2 separate regions of the Mus musculus genome follow, and region 1 is linked to region 2. Evidence: chromatin contacts called from public promoter capture Hi-C data. All regions are on one chromosome and are shown on one strand. Each heading gives the region's core, a stretch centred on a gene start, on an enhancer-like site or on the middle of the called end of the contact. The rest is flanking DNA. Distances are from core to core; before and after follow the strand shown.

Evidence for each region. Capture Hi-C pulls out chosen DNA fragments and counts their contacts.
Region 1: a promoter capture Hi-C map of adipose tissue shows a contact between it and region 2. The contact joins the promoter of Alpl here to the promoter of Rap1gapos in region 2. A contact is called at or near these places in 15 of 39 promoter capture datasets (the 3T3-L1 cell line, the C10 cell line, cranial neural crest and 9 more), 1 of 484 Hi-C or Micro-C datasets (nephron progenitors), 8 of 115 datasets of contacts at active chromatin or transcription factors (the 230-238 cell line, differentiating embryonic stem cells, embryonic stem cells and 1 more) and 4 of 9 other capture datasets (adipose tissue, liver, macrophages and 1 more).

Annotation. Positions count from the first base shown.
Region 1 is chr4:137,794,157-137,800,297 of GRCm38.p6, reverse strand. Alpl (alkaline phosphatase, liver/bone/kidney) reads left to right here and starts at 3,914. Exons shown (of 12, transcript NM_007431.3): 1 at 3,914-4,056.
Region 2 is chr4:137,704,399-137,710,599 of GRCm38.p6, reverse strand. It overlaps Rap1gapos (RAP1 GTPase activating protein, opposite strand), which reads left to right and starts at 3,994. Exons shown (of 2, transcript NR_138594.1): 1 at 3,994-4,078. It overlaps Rap1gap (Rap1 GTPase-activating protein), which reads right to left and starts at 3,133. Exons shown (of 24, transcript NM_001379234.1): 1 at 2,940-3,133; 2 at 678-713. The coding sequence starts at 3,014.

The sequences.
Region 1 (6,141 bases), core at 2,665-5,164, 90 kb before region 2:
ATGGGGGCCTAGGGAAGTAGAGTTGTATGTGTGAGGGGACCAGATGTGGGTCTGCCCATGATGGAAAATGGTATGAGGACAAACAACCAGAGATGAGATTAGACGGGGGTGGGGGTGGGTAGGGGAGATGGGCGGATGGGGAGTGGGGGATGGGGGATGGGAGAGGCAGGATCAAATTAAGCTTAGGACTGGATGTTTGGCCCCAGGAGAGTATGTTACATACTGCATAAGAACCTAGATTATCCCCGGGTTTGGATTTTCCTTCCTGTCTGAGTGGCCAAGGCCAGCCTTCTCTTTTCTCCCTCTGTCAGGTGCTAGAGTTGGCTCTTCAGCACACCTGGATCTATCTGCTCTGGCTTCCTGCCCTTATCATCTCTGTAGCCAGTAACCTACTCACTCATGATGTGCATTGTTTCTGTCAGCTGACTCCTGAGAATGCCCCTCACCTTCACATTGTTACCATGTATCTGTACTTCCTGGAGCAGCTTTGACCACATACTCGGCACCTAATAAACCTCTGTGGAATGTGTAAAAGTGCTTAACCTGTCCTAGCGGAGCTGAATGTGTCCTCTTTTGAAGAGAGAGAATGGAGTTAGGGATGTAGCTTAGTTAGGGGAGTGTTCACCAGACAAGGGCAAGGGCCAGCACTTCATGAATTGAGCAAGATGGTCTGTTCTTGTGATCTCAGCACATGGGTGGTAGAGGCAGTAGATTGGGAGTTTAAGATTACCCCAGTGGGGCTAGAAATATAGCTCAGAGGGTAGAGTACTCACATAGCATACATGAAGCCCTGGGCTCAACCCCTAGCAGAACATACACATATGTGGTAGCACACGTGTGCAATCCCAGCATGCAATGCAGGAAGTGGAGGCAGAAGGACTATCCTTGACTACATATCAGTCTGAGGCTATCCTGGGCAACATGATTCTCAATCTCTCTCTCTCCCAGGCTGGCTTCAAACTCAAATATCTGCCTGCCTTTGCCCCCCAGGTGCTGGGATTGAAGGTGTGTGTCACCAATCTTCAGTGAGACCCTCCTCTTAAAGAGAGGGTTAGGGGGAGAGTGGTGCTAGAGAGTCTGCCTCCATGGTTACCAAATGAGGCTTACTGTGAAGAAGAGCTTTGCATCTGGTTGACAGGCACAAAGGAAGTGTTCCTCAGCCGACGGCTCAGGATGGACTTTACTGGACTTTACTCCCCATTCTGGATGTAGGGCTGCTCTGGGCGGCCTGACCCACTGTGTGGACTCAGGAAGCCATACAGCAGGCCCCTCCATCCAAATCTCCAAGTTCATTTTTATACTGAGTTGAAGGTGGGGCCAGAGGGAGCCCCGGGAGTCACAAAACCGGAGCTTTGCTTGAAACATAACAATCACACCTTTAAACACCTACCAGAGTTCAGATGTCTTTCCTACCCCCAGGGGCCCAGCTGTCTCCTCTCCTTTGTCCTTGTCCACTGAGGTCCCTACTCTAAGCTTCTGGACCCCTGGCTCTTACTTGGTATCCCTGACCCCTTTTTTTTAGATATGGTCTCTCTCTGCAGTTGTTTGGTCTTGGATTTGTGATCCTCCTGCCTCAACCCTCTGAATATTAGGATTACAGGTGTGTGAGTCAACCCAGCTGTGACTATGAAACTTGGGCCTTACTTCAAGCAGGGAGCTCATGGCATGAAGTCAATATGGACAAAGAGAAAGAACGAACAGCTCTCAGGCACGGGAGCTTGGAGGTCAGGTGGTGCCATTTCCTATTTCTCGGAATCGTACCCTGGAGAAAAGACGGCGAGAGTTCTATGTAAGGGGCTGCTTCCACCGGCTGAGCAGGCCTGGCCCTGCAGAATCTGGGCTCCATTTACAAATGTTCTGGACCAAACAGCTTAACCAGAGGTACCTTGTCAGCCTACCAACCAGCCAGGACAGAGCTAGGGCAGGGGGTGGGGTGGGGTGGGGGCGGGTTTGGGCTCCTGATGTGAAGGCCTGACCCCCCTCCTTGCATCAAAAGTGGTACCCAGAGATCAGGGAAGCAAGGGATGCTGGGAGACACCATCTCAGGTGATTGCTTCCTTCTGTGCTGAATCTGGGACCCAGGGTCTCCTGCACATAGGCAAATGCTGTACCACTGAGCTGAATTCTTCAACTGAATTCTAGAGGGTCAGAGACCAACAACAGGGAAAGTGTAGCGAAGAAGGTGGCAGAAGGAGATCAGCAGCCACTCCGATCCCTTGGAGAGTGCTTTCGATTCTCCATGAAGACACAATGGACTCAGGCTAGCCATAAGTCAAGCCAGAATTGCTCATTCTCCATGTGTGGTGTTGGGGGCAGAGGAGAGGGGCTCCGTGGTAAGAGACAGGACCCTTCAGCCTTCAGCGCCTGCTGCTTCAGCTTCTCAGCTCTGCCAATGTTGGGAAGGGGGATCATTTATGATGCGGATGTCCCTCGGCACACAGATACAATCTCCAGCCTTTTGTCATCTTGAGCCCTTTGGCGCTAGCTAGCAAGTAATTGCCAAGTGCTGTGTTCTGAGCTCACTGCTGTCTTAACTCTCAGCTCCTTACAGACGAGGACTGCCGGGAAATGACCAAAGTTTCATTTATTCACCGCCCCAATGGCTTTTGCCATTATGACCTTGCTATGAAATACATAAATAAGGAGTAATTTACCCAATACTTGGTCTCACTTTGTAAAAACATAAACTTATTTCTCAAGGGAAATTTCCTAGCACCGCTGTAAATAAACAGCATTAATTATTAAAATACAAGAACAAATGAAAACAAACCCAGGCATTCCTGGGTTTTGGCATCAGGCTCCAGTTCCGGCCCTGAACTTACCGATGAGGTCACATGTTGTCTCTGGGCCTTGCTTTTCCTCCTGTAAAATGGGCTCAATAGTAGAGCTCATATAGAAGATGCCTGGACCTAAGACGGAACTTCAGGGTAGAAGTGATCAATCCTAGGTGCCCAGGAAGATGGAGTTCAGGGAAACCTGATCTTTGCTTTCAAATCTCTGGCTGTTGGGGATTAGAGGTACAGATGGGTTTTGTCAGCTTCAGTAGCGATGATAAGACCCTCCTCTTAGGAGGAAATGAGGAAGTATTCAAATGGTGGTGGCATTCAAACCTACCTCCAGGAGTTCACAGTAGGAAACGAATCAGAGACTTCAAAACCAGACTGGCTTTCAGGGGAAGGGAGGTGGTGGCCCTTGGGGAACTGGATAAGGCCCACTGGCACCCAGCGGTTGCCTTTCCTTGTTTCCTGTGCATGTTCCAAACTCGGTCTCTTATAACTCTCCCAATAACGTGAAGGAAGAAAAACCAGGGGATAGTGTCTGCGGGTTATAGAGCCTTGGCCAGTCCCCCGAAGTCACCAGAGCAGGCCTGTGGGCCTAGACAGTCTGGCTCCACTGCCTGGGAAGTGGTCTGCCCCGGGCAGGTCCTGGGGCTTCTGGCTGGGACAGACAGAATGTCCTGAGTCCCTGTTTCTTCAGATATTAGGGAGGGAGGGCCCTGTCCAAGGGGTCTCCTTCTGCTTCCTACTGACTTAGTTAAGGGCAAAAGAGAAAGTGGATAGGAAAGGGGTAAGGGTGTGAGGCTCAGAGGTGCACATGGTGACGGACAAGGATGTGTAGGCAGAAAGACGCACAGAAAAAAGGAGCCAGGTGGGTTCACAGACGCGCAGGGTCAGGCACAGGAAGACAACCATCGAGGGACAAAGTCTCCTACAGAGAAATCAAACCTAAAGACAAGCCAGCTGCACCCTGAAGCCAGGATGAGCCGCAGGGAAAGAGAGAGGCAAGGCGGGTTACCCTGCCTGTTGCAGCCCTACGGGCCGGGTCGAGCGCCGCGCTCCCGGCAGGGGGCGCCCTGGCAACGCAGAGGCACCCGCCTGGGGCTCGGGGTGCGGGCCGGGGGCGGGGCGGCCGGGGGCGGGGAGGCCGGCGGGTGCTCGGCCAGGCCGCCTTCATAAGCAGGCGGGGGAGGTGGCCGCCAGAGTACGCTCCCGCCACTGCGCTCCTTAGGGCTGCCGCTCGCGAGCCGGAACAGACCCTCCCCACGAGTGCCTGCAGGTAAGGAAAGCATGCTGCGCCCGTGGCTTGCGCGACTCCCACGCGCGCGCTCCGCCGGTCCCGCAGTGACTGTCCCAGCCACGGTGGGGACACGTGGAAGGTCAGGCTCCCTGGGGACCCACGACCTCCCGCTCCGGACTCCGCGCGCATCTCTTGTGGCCTGGCAGGATGATGGACGTGGCGCCCGCTGAGCCGCTACCCAGGACCTCACCCTCGTGCTAAGCACCTGCTCCCGGTGCCCACGCGCCTCCGTAGTCCACAGCTGCGCCCTTCGTGGTCCCTTGGCACTCTGTCCCGTTGGTGTCTAAAGTAGTTGGGGAGCAGCAGGAAGAAGGCACGTGCTGCGATCTTTGGCGGGAGAGATCGGAGACCGCGTGCTAGTGTCTGTCTGAGAGTGGGGGAGCCCAGGAAACGGAAGGAGCCTGTGAACGGTTCCAGGCTGTGTGCAGGTGAGAGTGGGGCTGCTGCCTTGCCCAGCGCGGGTAAGAAAGGGTTAAAGGCACAGTCACAGCGGCAGGACCCAAGACGGAGGAAAAAAACCTCATTCTTACTCCCACATTGTCCATGGTAATCCTTTTCAACGCGTAATGGGCCTGAGGAAGGAAGACTTGCAAAGGACTCTGGGGTATGCCTGTGAATCCTGATTAAAAAGGAAAGCTGGCGCGGCAACTCTGGAGAGATGCTGGCAGTCTGGAGGCTGAGGATCTCTGTGAGTTCGAGGCCACTCTAACACTCTAGGAAGATTAGGTCTCAAAATCATACACACACACACACACACACACACACACACACACACACACACACACACACACACACATACATATAACAGAGGGATTATTCTCAGGCCTGAAAGAACGTTTGGCTCCAAGAAGAATTCAAAGACCCCCCCTCAGGCAGCCTCAGATTCTCAGTCTGGTTGAGAATTAGGGCAACTGTTTATTAAATGCTGGATAAGGACTGCTCTGACACCTGACAGACTACAAATAGGGACAGAGAGTTTTAGACAATGTAGGCAATGACATTAGGCATTGAACCCTGTTGCCCATTCTCCACAGCCCAGGAGATTAAGGAGAGCCCCCCCCCAGTATGCCCTTCACCCTCCAAGCCTCTCTGGTCTCCCCAGTCAGCTCTTTCCTCTCCCACTCCCTGGCCGTCTCCTGTCTCTGCCTCCTTTTCCAATTCCTGAACCGTCTCTGGTTCCCTTAGGGGAGAACACAGCTTCTCAGAAGCCTACTGGTGGAGTGAGACAGGTCTGGGCTGGTTCGCAGCCATGTCAGTGATGGTCCCATCTATATGTTAAGACTACAGTGAATCAAAAGACCCGATAGGCCAGACAGTGAGTGTCTTCGATCCACACATACTTACCAGGCATCAGTTGTGCGCTAAACTCTGATCGAGGTGCTGAGAAGGGAACAGTAAATAACGACCCCTTCCCCCCACCCAACTCATTGAGGCGAACATTGGCATAATAAATTCTTTTCAGGCTTTGAAAATTTGAGTGTCACATGGTAGAATGAAGATGACGTAGTTCCCCCAAAAAAGGGATCAAGATGTCACACTGTTGTCACAGTGAGCAGCCAGTACATAGTACTAACAAGATGGGGTGAAACTGTGTGATCTGGCCACAGCTCTGCTCTCACGGTGGCTCGGGATTCTCCTTGAGGGCGTACAGGAGCTGGAAGTCTTTGGTCTGTAGACCCTATTGGTGGGGAGCATGCTGTACAGCCTGCAACATGTTTAGCGGGTTCACATACTTTAGAAAGCAGTGGCTGTCCCTAGCTCCAGTCTCAGCAGAGATTGCATCAGTGTGTACAGGGTTATGTCACTGCCTCTGAACCCTGCGATCCTGTCAACCACCTTTGCCCAGGCTCTGCCCATTCCTTGATGGGCTGGACAGGGAGGAAGCACTCAGCCTTCCTTACTGTCACTTGGGTGTCCTCCTCCCTCCCGGACACAGCCTGGGAGGGGAGCCTGGAGCTCCCGGCTGGGAATAGCCCAGGAATCTCCTGCCACCCACCTCTACCTCATTGCCCACAAAGCCCAGCACCAGGTCCTTTCCTGTTCTATCCTGCACAGACAGGAGAT
Region 2 (6,201 bases), core at 2,745-5,244:
TGCTGTTTGTTACTCTTCCGCCATGCCTGTCACCAGGAGCCCTCCCCGGGCTAAGGGGAAAGCCCTAAGAGAGATGCTCATGTATGGAGGGCCACTTGCAGGACAAGGTGCTGGCTGGATCGGGTCCTGGGGCCTTCTGCATCCTCTCCGAAATGTACTGAGGGAGGTACAGCAGCAGGGAGGGGCTGGGGGCTCTGTGCGGGAATGAACGTGCAGCTGGGAGTGGGGGCAGGGAGGTGTGCACAGGCATGTGGTGTGTGTGAGTGTGTGTGTGTGTGTGTGTGTGTGTGTGTGTGTGTGTATGTGTGTGTGTGTGTATGTGTGTGTGTGTGTAGTGAGGAGCTAATACATCCAGAGATACATGGGAGAATTCACCCATGCCACATACAGGCCAGGGCTGGGAGGCAGGCTTCCTGGCTCATTAATACCTCCCGGCACCCATCTGTCCCCTCCTCCACTCTGCATGGGGTTCCTGCAGAGGAGCCTACCAGGACTCTGATGAGCTGGGTGGGTATGTACATGTGGGGATGGCCTGCTGGGGGACCCTGGGAGCCCAGAAGAGTTCATAGTTAGAGAGGAGGCAGGTGCCTAACAACTAGTCCTTCAAGGCTCTGCAGAGGGGACATCCACCTTTAGACTAGGCAGTTTGGTTCTGGGGCTCCCTGGCCCATCCTTACCTGCATCTTTTCAATCATCTCAAACAGATCTGTGTTCTGCAACAGAGACGGGAGAGCAAGGTCAGACCCGAGGGAAGCACGGCTCACTCTGTCGAGCCCGGCACGGGCTCTAACCACCCCAGCTTGCCTGATCCTCTCATGAGGTACCAAGAGGGTGCAACCAAGACTCTGTGGGAGGGGCTTTGTACAACTGACCCTCCAGAGTTTGGCCATTTGCCTACTGATGTGAGCCCAGAGCCTGGATCTCTGGCAGATGCCCCAACTCAGTTTGCTTTCTGGAAGGAGGAGGCTGTTGTTAGTCTAGGGGAAGAGATACCTTCCTCTCCCCCAATGCAATGATATCAGCTCTGAGATTGGCATATAGAGCCCCCCGAGAGCCCACCAGACCCAGCCCTAGAGCCAAGCCCTACCAGGCATGTAGGGGGGGGGGGGGTCTGTGGTTCCACTATCACCCATGACGGCAGCCAGTTCACCGATGCCCTGGTCAGACAGACAGCTCTCCCCACAAACATTGGAGGCTGGGGACTCTTTGGGGAGAGATGCTAGATTGCTATTGTCCCTTCACCTGCACATGGTCTCACATGCACCCCCTCCTGGCCCCCAATGCATAAGCCAGCCTGTCCAAGGCCAATGAGGACACACACAGGGTTAACACATCGTCTGGCAGCACGGGCCTCTCCAGCGCCAACTCCCTTCTGAGTCTTCCTGGAAGGCAGCATCCCTACCGGATGGAGGCTGGCCGATTGGGGGCCGGGCCTGGGAAGCCCCCAGAGTCTCCAGGACAGCCTTTCCTCCAGCCCTTCCAAGGTTCAACTCAGGTGGTTCCTGCTGCCCTGGAGGGGCCATCTGGGCTCACACACATGTGCTAAGGTTGTGAATCCAGGAAACATACTCTCTGTCTGTGAGACGCACACACAGGCCTCCACACCATGATTTGAACATGGCACCAGGCATACCTTTTGTGTATCAAGAAACACACACAGAGATGCATACAGAAATCCATATGGAGTCTATGCACAGTAATTCTTGGAGACATTGCCTAACACACACATACACATGTTGGTGTTCTGAGTTACACACAACACATACTCAAGTCCATGTACCTGATATTCACACTTGTGCACACACCGGTGCAGGCCTGCACCCCAGTAACTGCACACAGACACAGGCATTCTCCTGGCTGAGACCAGGAGAGCACCGGCACGTGCAGGCTCAGCCAGGTGCTCAGGGAAACAGATGCAGAGTCCCAGGCGTCACTGCCAGGATCAAAGCATGCGGTGCAACAAACCCAAGCCAGCATCCCATATTGTAGACAAGAGTTCCGAGCAAAGGAAGAGGAATCAGGCAACTGCCAGGGTTGTTAAACCCCATGGGATCCTGAGCATCACCACCCATCACCACATATGCACAGTATGAAGTCACAAAACCTAAGCCCTTGTGCATACACTCTGAAGCCTACCTACAAAACAAGATCCAACCTGTAAAGTCCACTTCAGTAGTACCCAGGAGCCCCTGAGCCATGGGCACCTGTGGCCACACCCAACACCTCTGAGATTAGAAGAGCAGATAGCAATGACAGTTTGGCAGATAGCATAGACACACACCTATTGTCCAGGAAGGACAAACACACCTGTCAACGTGACAATGTCACAACAGTGCCACCATCCTTTCAGGGTCAGCCAGATAGTCTCTGACCTAAAGAGACCCAGCAAAGGGCTGAGGAAAAGAGGAGGTCCTACTTAAGGTGACCAAACAGCCAGCCACAACGAAACACCACACATGGCTGCACCAGAATCACAACCACATAAACACTGACACATGGCACTGTCACCCAGAGTGTGCACACAGAGCATCAAGTAACACCCACAGTTACAGCCCCACAGGCAACAGCAGACGCCCTGACACATGGCAAAGGAAGGCTGGGAGTGGTGTGGCCAGAAGCCGGGCATCCCACCTGGGGAAGAGCCACCAGAGTCACCCTATGATATCGCTCCATCTGTGTGGAAAAGGCAGCAGGCAGTCCCAACAACAGTTAAACACACACCCAGTGTCACTGCAGCCCATGGCCACAGTGTCCCTACGTCTGACCCAGGGGCAGCTTTGGAAAACACTAGGGTGCTCCGTGTAGTTCGGGTGTCAGTCCAAAAACATACACACCCACCGTGACGGGGTTCAGGCACAGACTGCCAGACTCTGGGTAGTAAGGCTGACTGATGGCCCTGGGTCCCCAGTCGGCCAGGCCGCCCCTGCCAGGGTCCTCACCTGCCAGCCGGCCCCCGCCGGCAACGAGCCCCTCCGCGGACGGCCATGGGGCGCTGGGGGCCGCGGCTGCGCCATCCCGAGCCCCAGCCCCGGCGGCGCTGTAAGCCGGCCCGGCCCGGGGCCCCGTAGCCCGAGCTCTGCGCTCCTGTCCCGCCCGCCGCCGCTCTGCCTTCTCTGGGCTCACCCTGCTGCCGGGCCCGAGGGGGCGGGGCGCCAGGTGCGGGAGGCGCGGAGGAGGGGCGGGGCGGAAGGCCACCACGCCCACTCGCGGGGCGGCCGGGCAAGGGGCCCAGGACACTGCGCCTGCGCGCGGGAAGCCTCAGGCACTTCTGTGAGCAGCTGTGTCTTCCCAGACTGGAGACCCTGCCTCTGGGCTTCAAGGACAAGGTTCTTGGGACAGCTGTGCCCAGGGAATGCAGGAGTACTGGAGATGGTGCTTAAGCACTTTCTTTGCTGGACCCTTTGCGTGTCTCACCAGATCGCCATAACCAAGGAGGTACAAATGTCTTCACTAGAAAATCATATTCCAAGAGGTGCAATAGCTTTTTTTGCTAGAAAACCCCGGGATCCCTGGAAGAGTCTGAAGCTGCAGAGTCTCTGGCACCTCCATTGGCTCAGTTTACCATCTGTAAATTACAAGGCTTCTGAAACGACACCCCCCACCCCCAACTTGACCCTGAAGTCCTTGTGTCTTAGGCTGGTGCAGCCAGTCTGCAGCAGGGACAGACCCCAAGACAGATGCTGGAGAAGTCTGGATGCTCTAGGGGCAGGACTGTCCTCCAGCTAGGGGCGGGGGGCAGATCTCCTACAGCTTCCCAGAAGTGCTGTCTACTACCCTCTGTCCCCAGGGCCAGGGAGCTCCTGAAAGGAAGGCAGGCAGCACTTTCCCTGCCCTCCCAGACCTGGCCCAGGGTCAGGTTTAGACCTAGAGAGCCAGCGGGAACACCAGAGATGTGCATTCCAGACACCGAGTAGCTTTGGCTTTAATAATTAACAACAGCAAATATTGATTTATGCAACCACTTCCAGGCCTGCACACTTCCGGGTACCCAACACAATGCAGCCAGAAGAGCATCTTTTCCTACCGTGGCCCTGGGGGAGGCCAAAGCTGCTCAAATCACCGGCGATATGTAGGCCAGGTAGAGTGGATGCCGCCTGCGTATGTGTCTAGGTCCTTATCTGTGTACATGTGTGTCTCCAAGGCTAGTCGTGGCTCTACGTGACATACTGCATTGCTGTAGCATAGAAGTACCCGTGGGTAGGAAGGGGTGGGTAGGGACGCCTGGGGGGGTATTTACTTTCTATCTCCTTTATGTGTTCATGAGCAAGTCTGAATACACTATAGATATATGTACTTGTGTCTGTCTGTCTGTCTGAATGTGGTCTGGCTCCCAGGTTAGGTATAGGTAGGCCAAGTATGCACATGTATGCAGATTTTACAGTCCCTGAGTACTGCAGAGGGTAGCTCGGTGTCTATTTAAATGTGGCTCCCCAAAGAAAAGAAAATACAACCCCTGCACAGCTCTGGGGACACAGTAATACTGATTATTTCCAAAGCACTTCCAAAGGCGCTGCCCAGTGACGAGCTGGCAAGGTCAATAGAGAAGACACTCTCAGCCATGCAATGGTGACACACACCTTTAGTCCCAGAACTCAGGAGACAGAGGCAGGTAGATCTTTGTGAGTCCAAGGCCAGCCTGGTCTACAGAGTGTGTTCCAGGACAGCCAGCATTACACAAGGAAACCCTGTCTTGAAAAACTAAAGAAGAAGAAGAAAGAGAAGGAGGAGGAGGAGGAGGCAGAGGAGGGGAGGAGCAACAGTAGCAGCAGCAGCTGTCTACTCTATGTTAGAGGTGGGACTTGCCCTTAGGTACAGGGAGGTTACATGCCCCTCAAACTGGTTCCAGTATCATTGTAAATATGTAACAGAATAGGGTATTGAGGAAAACTGGAGAGTATCCCAGGCAGGTTCCCTCAGCTCACCAATAGCCTGCTGGAAATCCAAATGAGTCACTCTGGGAGCTGGTTTCAGTTCACAGAATGGGTCCTAGTCTGGAGGAGGGGTGCACTGTGGGGCTGTGGCGGTCTGAAGCTCACTGTCTGCGCTGCGTTAGCATGATTGGAAAGTGGGAGCCAACTGGGTGGAGGCCAGGAGGCTGAAGGATAGCGGCTTCCTTGGTAACTGAAGGGCCCACCTTGGGCTCTCTGAGCCTCAGGCTCCGAGGATCTGCAACATTAGCCTTCCCTCCAGATGGAAGGGCCAAAACCCAGGCAGGACAAACAACAGTCCCATGGCCAGGGGGAAGCCTCACTCTCAAACCCAGCTGTTCAAGCAAGTGGCTGCCATCAAGTGGCTGTTTCCTGAGGACTACTGTAGCCTTGTCCAGGGCTGTTGCCCTCCAGGGAAGGCAGGAGGTCTCAGGAGCCCTTGTGCTACTGATAGCATCCTTGCTTGGGTTCTCCATGGAGATGGAGGTCCTATGCATAGAAGACATTTCTTGGACCTTCATCCTCCTGGCCTAGGAAAGGTGTCAGTCCTTACTGTAGGGCAGAGCTCTGGGGGAGGTGCCTGGACCCTTCCTGACTGGGCAAACCTAGGGAAGAGCCCTTCACCTCTCTGAACATTTGGATCCTGGTTGAGAACATGCCCTCTTGCCTGAGGTTGATGAAAGGGTCAGGTGGCAAGGTGTGCCATAGCAAGGGGTCATTCCCCTGTACTGGAAAGTTCACAAGCCACACAGGAGCCAGAACATATCAGCCAGTCCTGGCCCCACAGTCTCTAGCCTGGAGCCCATTGGACAAATAACAGCATCTCTGGGCTTGCATTTGAATGACAATGGCCACAGCACAGAGTGATTCACTAAGGGGCAGAGCAGCCCTACAGGCCAGACACTGTTATGCAATGCCAACCGAATGAACCTCCTGAATCACCAGCTGCACCCCCCCCCCACTTGCCCCTGATATTCTGCAGAGGCTCCTGAGTAATACATCCCATGGACTGACCATGGCTTCCGGGGACAGAGTGTGTGTCCTTTATGTTTGGTACTAAGTAAGTACCTGGCAAACCTTGGCTGTTGATAGCAACAGAAAGGTTTTCACCACAGGACTTGGAGCCAGAACCTGCCTGGGCTACTGGAGAGAGATACCTTTCATGGAATCCTGGTGCGTGTGGTCTGGTAGGCAGGGGCTATTATCACATCTGGACTCTAGTGGGGACAGCTGTGGCCGTGGTGATACGGAAGAGGAGGCCAAGGAGCCATCG